Regions from separate parts of the Oryzias latipes genome. Here region 2 is linked to region 1. The links are chromatin contacts, called in public Hi-C maps. All regions are on one chromosome and are shown on one strand. The core of a region is the stretch at or near the end of the contact, and the rest is flanking DNA. Distances in the headings are between cores, read along the strand shown.

Region 1 (3,290 bases), core at 455-2,954:
GAGATTGTTAGCATCAATATTCGGGATTTGCTCCTCATCGTCCTCGTGCTGTTTGCGTGAAAGGGCCTCCATCATGTTTGTTTCAGCTCTTTCAAGGTCAGGCTCGTCAAATGCGGCGGCAGCTGGGTGTCAGTCAAATCAACGCCAAAGCTTCAGGAAACACGAAAAGCTGGTACTGTTGGAGCAACGGCAGGACACCCTTTATAAAAAAAGGTGCAGCCTTCATCGGATGTTTGCTCCGTCTTGGCGTGTTTCTGACGTAGGTGGATTGTAGGACACCCTCCTCCTTTCCTGAGCAGAATCTGTTCACATATGTAAATATGAACATCAGCTCAGCGAGGGCTGCTGCAGGGCAGCTGCTGCCAGCTGGAACACGTGTTTGGCCTGCGGGGCAGGTAAGGGCAGCAAGACAGGTGAGGAGGACAGAGGGCAAGCGCAGCTAGTTCTGGACAGAAGCATCAAGCAGACTGGGCTAAGAAAGGCTGGAGTTGGTTTCTTTTGATCAGCTCTGAAGCAGCAACTCTGAAAAGACATTTGGTCTCTTCTGAGTTGAATCTCCTCCTACGCTACTGTCTGAATTATTTTGCCTCGGATTTCACTCCAAATCACGCAAAAATCTAACACCCAGCCATACAAACGGACCTTAAGCCTGTGGTGCAGGAGCCCCTGCAGGTGTGCTAGGGTCCACGCTGCTCCTGAAACCACGTGCACGGTTTGATTTGGGACCGTTTACTGACAAAATGCTGTAAGGCTCAGAGGTCCTACAGGTGGACCCTGAGGAACACCTGGACCCCTCACGTCTCCGGATACCCAAACACATAAGGCAACACGATCCAAGAGGAGAAGCGAGGAGCTGTGGAGGCTCCCTGCATCTCAGGAGAGGGGAGAGGGTCTCCTTCAGCCTCTAACCCTGAACTGAAGACCGTGTTCCTCTGAGAGGACCAAAGTTTGATTCCGGGCCGGTGCTGGACAGCAGCAGAAGCTCACCAGCGCGCAAAAGTTTTGCACCGCTGTATGACGGCTGGCCCAGACTAAACTTCAGCCTCCCGAGCCGTGACAACCTGCGCCGCATCCACAGGCGCGTCGGTGCTGAGCCGGAGCAGCGCGCGCGCACGTGCGTGTCCGTGAAGCAAACACATGTAAAAGTTCCCCGGACCTAAACACGCGGGTTCAGGGCGCGTGCTCCCGGAGGAGGGATGCTTCTCCTTGTGCGCGCGCGCCGGATCAGAGAAAGTCAGCATCACTCAGCTTTCACAAAGATTGCGCCAACTCTCGGAGGGCGCGCGCGCCGCTCGCCATCAGGCAGCACACGCGGAGAAACGGGAACTTTTCAGATGCGCATCTTTGAGGCGGGCGGGTGTTCCGGTGACCCGGCGCGCCCTGCAGTCAACCTGGAGGCACTTTTTTAAAAGGCAGCAGCTACTTCCGAAAGTTCTGCTCCTCCGCCCCCGTCCTTCGGCGGGAAACATCAGCAGGTAAAGTCAGAGAAGGAAATCCACTCACTTTTCGCGGGCTTGGTTATCGGAAGGGACGGCAGCTCCTTTACCTTTGGCGTACATGCTGGATTCTGGTTGAAGACTTTTGCCCCTCAACACCTGTCAAAGAAAGCAGGCAGGAAGCCGCTCCATCTCCATAGCTACCCCCTCAGTGTTTTCTTCCCCCTCCTCCTTCCTCCTCCCTCCATCCTCACCCCTCCCCTCGCTCCCCCTTTACAACATTGGTCACAAATCAGGCACAGTTTCTGTTGGGGGAACTTGAAACCGTCCTCTGTGTTGGACCCCCCCCCCCCCCCTCACTGGCTGTTCCGCGGGCTTGCTTCTCCTCCCTCCGCTGTCCAGGAGGTGGGGGCTCCTTAAAGGGAAACGCACTTCTTGTTTTGGGGCTTCAGGAGCATGGGAGCGGGGATGAGGGGGTGGGAGGGACGCGGGGCGCGTGCACTCTCCTCCTTTTGGGAGGCTGTTGTCACCCTTTAATGCTGAATTCTGAGGATGTGAATCCCAGCAGGTGGATTCTGCCCATTCAGAAGCAGCTAAATAATTTCTGTACATGTCTTTAAAATGAAATTTACTAATATTAATGTTAATATGTGTTAATTATTAATCACAATTACTAAATCAAAGCAGAAAATGTGAAAACTAGGGTTCTGATTTAACATCCTGTCCCTTACACTCACATTTACACCTCTAGAACTGCTGGGAAATCCTGGAGTGTTTGAATGTCACACTAAGGCTCTGTCCGAACTCCCACCCTAACCCCTAACTACTAAAAAACTCAGTGGCGGTTTTACACTAACTAACTCCATGGGCGAGCAACCCCACCAGACCCCCCTCCCCCACACACATACAACAAAACAAACAAAGCCTGGAAATATTAATAATAAAAATAACAAATCATGTCTTTCTGTTTTCTTTGCTCTTTTATCATTTTTTAGAGCAGGACTCCTGCATCATTTTAGCAATCTGTTCATTTCTTGGTGTGTGACGTCCTGTGTGTGTCTTTGTGAAACACATCACAGGGATTCGATCTAAAAAAAAAACTTATTGTGAATATTATTTTTTGGTCTAATAAAACATTAAAACTAAATCATAGAACTCATCAGTGGGATTACTCCAAAAATAGTTGGCATTTCCCTAATTTTGTGCAACACCAACAGTAAAGATCCTCCAAAAAACCTCAATACTTTCATAAAATTATCTATAGTTTGTTTATGATATCATAAAATGCCGCTGTTTTACTGCATTACCTGCTGTCTTTATGTCAAATACTGACACCAACTAAATAATAAAAAATATCTACAATAGTTAGTAAATAATGACATTATTAACATGAGCTGGTGAGTGATCCAACAGCAACGATGATCCAGGTGTTGCGTAATGTAGGCTGCGCTCCTTGCAGCCTGCGCCCCCCACCTCCTTCTGACAGACGCGGCTCCGTCTCTCTGACGGGAGCACGCAGCTGCGGCCTAGAGTTGATTGTTAGAGTGAAAAAGATTCCCAATTACCTGTTTGTGTGATTTATCCAGCCACTGGTGAGTTGCGCCCCCCTCTCGAAGTTTTTGACTTGTTATGTTCCAAAGACCACCTCAAAGAGGTGTAGGCTCAAGTGTCTTGCAGCAGAGGGTGGTGGTCACGTGCACGTTGGATCTGCTGTGTCAGAGCAGGGAATTGTCGAAAATAATCCCCATTGCCAGCTCTGGTGGAAATTGGGTTGAGCACGGGTTTGTCTTCTGCCTAATTCCTTTTCATGTGGCTGTTTTACGTTGTTTCATTCTTAGTTATTTCATCCTGGTG
Region 2 (3,407 bases), core at 753-3,252, 33 kb after region 1:
ATTCATGATATACGTAACTCATTTTCACAGATGTATCATGAATGACGTTAAAAGCACGGAAGAAGTACAAATAAACCATGCAAAGAACAGGTAAATCAACATAGACTATAACACGTGTGTGATTACTGCACTGTTTACATGCAAGTCATTACTGATTCGTGCATCCATTACGTAATTATGTACGCTGTATATGCGATATAAAACGTATACATGGTGGTACACGTGTGAAAAGTCTGTTTGACATACGGGGAACGGTCGTTGAAAGACACAAATTTATGTAGGCATCTCACAGAAATCATACCCAATTACGTAAGATTTATGTAACAATTGCGTATAAACTACATAAAATACTCGTAAACTGCATAATTCTCAACCCGCCGAAAATTTTGAACAGCTCAAAACTGAATTCACGTAAAGACCCATTGACCGAAACCCTTGACGGACATCTGCGCACATCGATGAATGACGAAGGCAAGAAACATTTATGGATTACGTTTATCACGCATGTATCACCAAAGGCCGAAATTTCATATACGCGGAAAAATGTATGTAGTGGCTGTGTGACACGGCCTTTACATGAGCAGTATGTTTGAGTTTCTGTTTTTCTTTTACTTGAGTAAATATTTCGACGACTACTTTTACCTACTTAAGCATGATTGTTTTTAAGGGGAGTTTCTCCAACCTGAGATGTTTTTACATCACTTGCAGGCCTCTGCAGGAAAAAAATTATCATCATTTCCTGCAACGTGGCATTGATATTGTGTCAAGAATTTTCACTTTTTTTTTTAATTGCAAGTTAGATTTTTAAAAATAGAAGAATTGCTTCATCAACAGACTTCTAATATGCTAAACACATATGCTAAAAAGAGGCAGACATAATCCAAGCAGTTTGACCAGCACAATAGTCAAATGAGAATGCCATAAGGATGATCTAACTGCAACAATAACACATACTGAAGTGATTTGGAACTCCACACGTCAGATGCCTCTCAGTCTGGTGTTTTCTGTCGATCATCCTTTCCTGAGTGTCTAAAAGTTATTAAAATTGGGAAAAAGTTGCAAATGTTACATCTATTTGGTCAAGGTTCCACTGGTTTGACTTTGACACACCTTCAATAGTCATGGGTTTTGTACAAAAAATCCAAAACTTGACTTAAAAACCTGCGAAGGGTCAATTGAACGCAAGATTTTTTGACGCAGAAGCCTGAAAAGTGCACATGCATGGGTTTACATTGACTTTTTATTGGTGGTCGCTTGAACACACGTTACCGAGCCTGAGATGATCGAAGCTTTTCAATTATACTAATGTGATTTTAATTACCATTGATAAAAGAGGGATGTGTTGTCATCTTACGTTTAGGGACTTAATAAATTAAAATATAAAACTGTTAGGTAACACTTTTACATCCCGGTGAGCTACATTAAGTCCTGCTTTTGGTCTAACTCTGGACAGCTTGCTTGAAATTTTGATGAAAGCACTTTGGGGACATTTGTTTTCATTGGGTTCATCTGTTGTTTTTTTGTGGGGTTTTTTTTTTGTGTGTATGTGGTTATTTGTGCTTGTGTGTATCGGGGGGGGGGGGGGGGGTATCCACCTTATCAGCCAAAAGCCTCAGTTATTTAGTTTTACATTGACTAATTTCTTATTCCAGCGGAGGGGGTGCAGGCTACTGACTTGAACGGCGGCTTCATGACCCAAAAAAACTGTCAGTCTTTCTCTGGAATAAATTGTAGAATGTTCCATTTTGAAACCCGGGGGTGGTGCGAAGTAACATAGGTAATGAGAGCATGAAAAAAAATTGTTATGTTTTCCTTTCTAGACAAACATACATGAAAAAGTTGAAGCGATATTTGCAGCCTTTTTGTTGTTCAGATGAAAAGAGGGCTCTAAGCAGACAGGAATAAGGTGTTGCCGCGGCCACCCCCGCCTCCGTGAGAGGATGCTCGTGTGGGCTCATAGTAGAATCGATTCACAGAGAGGGCAGCTTGAAACCGTCTGGCTCTGCTCGCTGCTTCGTTTGGAGAGAGCGGCGTGTCGGACGGCTCTGGACGCATCGGCGCTGTGCATGTGTGTCTCCCCGCGTGCGCCCGCAGGAGTGGTGCGTCTGGAAAAGACTAAAGGGGAAGGGGGGGGGGGGTGCTTGGAATGTGACGTTGTTGACAGCTCTGATTGAATCTTTGGGGGCATCGGGGGGTTATGACAAATGTTGTGGGGAAATAAAGTCAGTGATGATACAACTAAGTCCTCTCTGGAGGTTCTTCCTGACTAAGCGCGTGAAAGACAGGAAGCAATTGATGTGGACAGTAACCCCCCCCCCCCCCCCCCCCCCCCCGTTTTAAAACGTATTTGCCACAGAATCGTGCTTTTCTGATCGACACGTGTCACACATGCTTCCTGGTGTTTTATGATACCTTTTGCTTGCCATAGCGAGACTCTGCGCCTTAGAAGGCAGCTACAGTACATCTGATGCCCCTATTACCTAGGATAATCATTAAAATTCTTTGAGTAAAAAAGTGGAAATTATAGATTTCTTCCTCAGAAGAAAATAATGATTGGGTAAATATGATGTTTTTCTAATCACGTAAACAAAAAGTGCCATAGATGAGCAGGAACCTGTCCCTCTTTATTATTTTCTCAATAAGGGAGGGTGCTCAGAAAACACAAAGCAAGAAACTCATATTTAACACTCATCAAAATTGTTATTTTATTTTAAAACCATAAAAAATTGCTGGTTCATACATGGAATAACCGCAGTTCTGGAAAAAAAGGCTGAAAAACAAATATTGTTTAGAATTGAAGCTATTATTGTTCTGTTTTCTTCTAAACAGGAGATGATCAAGCTGCAGCATCTGCAGCCCAAAACAAAATAACTCCATCCTTTAGGAGAACCTTTTAGTACATCTTTTCTACCTGAATGGGAGCTGTGGCTGCATTTAACCATTTCAAACATGAATACTGAAGATGGGAGTATCAAAGAAAAAAGTTCACATGTCCTCTGGAGAGAAAAAGGATTTGAGTTGATTTTTTAAGGATCTAAGTGTTAATATTTCAGTTTTGGGTAGTTTTAATGAAGAATGTTCAGGTTCCTTTCCCAGAGTACAACTTTACATTTCGATATAATTAAAGCAACATTTGAGTGAATTCGCTGAAACTCAACAGAGCATCCACTTCATCCCACTGATAAACTCCACCTTCCTTCACAGTCTCCTCTCCCATCATGCCCTTCATTTCATCACACACTTGGCGGTGGCGGCATGCCCGCACGCGCCAGCTTGTTGAATGCACTGCAGGTCGGCAGGTCTGGCCAGATAAGAGCAGCACATGGCTTTCTGCTACTGGGAGGGAGCATTCGAGTGGAACATTGCCTCTCAGATCAAACCACCCATTCAGCAGTAATATTGAGGCC

The links. Hi-C and Micro-C count contacts between places; a contact is called where the count stands out from the background.
Region 2: a Hi-C map of fibroblasts shows a contact between it and region 1, with 2.7 times the contacts expected there. The contact joins the enhancer-like site here to the promoter of LOC101167440 in region 1. A contact is called at or near these places in 2 of 5 Hi-C or Micro-C datasets (embryo and fibroblasts).

Annotation. Positions count from the first base shown.
Region 1 is chr4:8,113,545-8,116,834 of ASM223467v1, forward strand. LOC101167440 (single-stranded DNA-binding protein 3) reads right to left here and starts at 1,705. Exons shown (of 17, transcript XM_023954125.1): 1 at 1,504-1,705. The coding sequence starts at 1,559.
Region 2 is chr4:8,146,254-8,149,660 of ASM223467v1, forward strand. No RefSeq gene overlaps it. Among protein-coding and RNA genes, the nearest start is that of LOC101167695, 25 kb to the right of the region's middle. Within about 2 kb of position 2,003, at least 7 of the 8 cell types and tissues checked have an H3K27ac peak or open chromatin away from gene starts, as enhancers often do. A contact at or near this core is called in embryo, where this site is marked.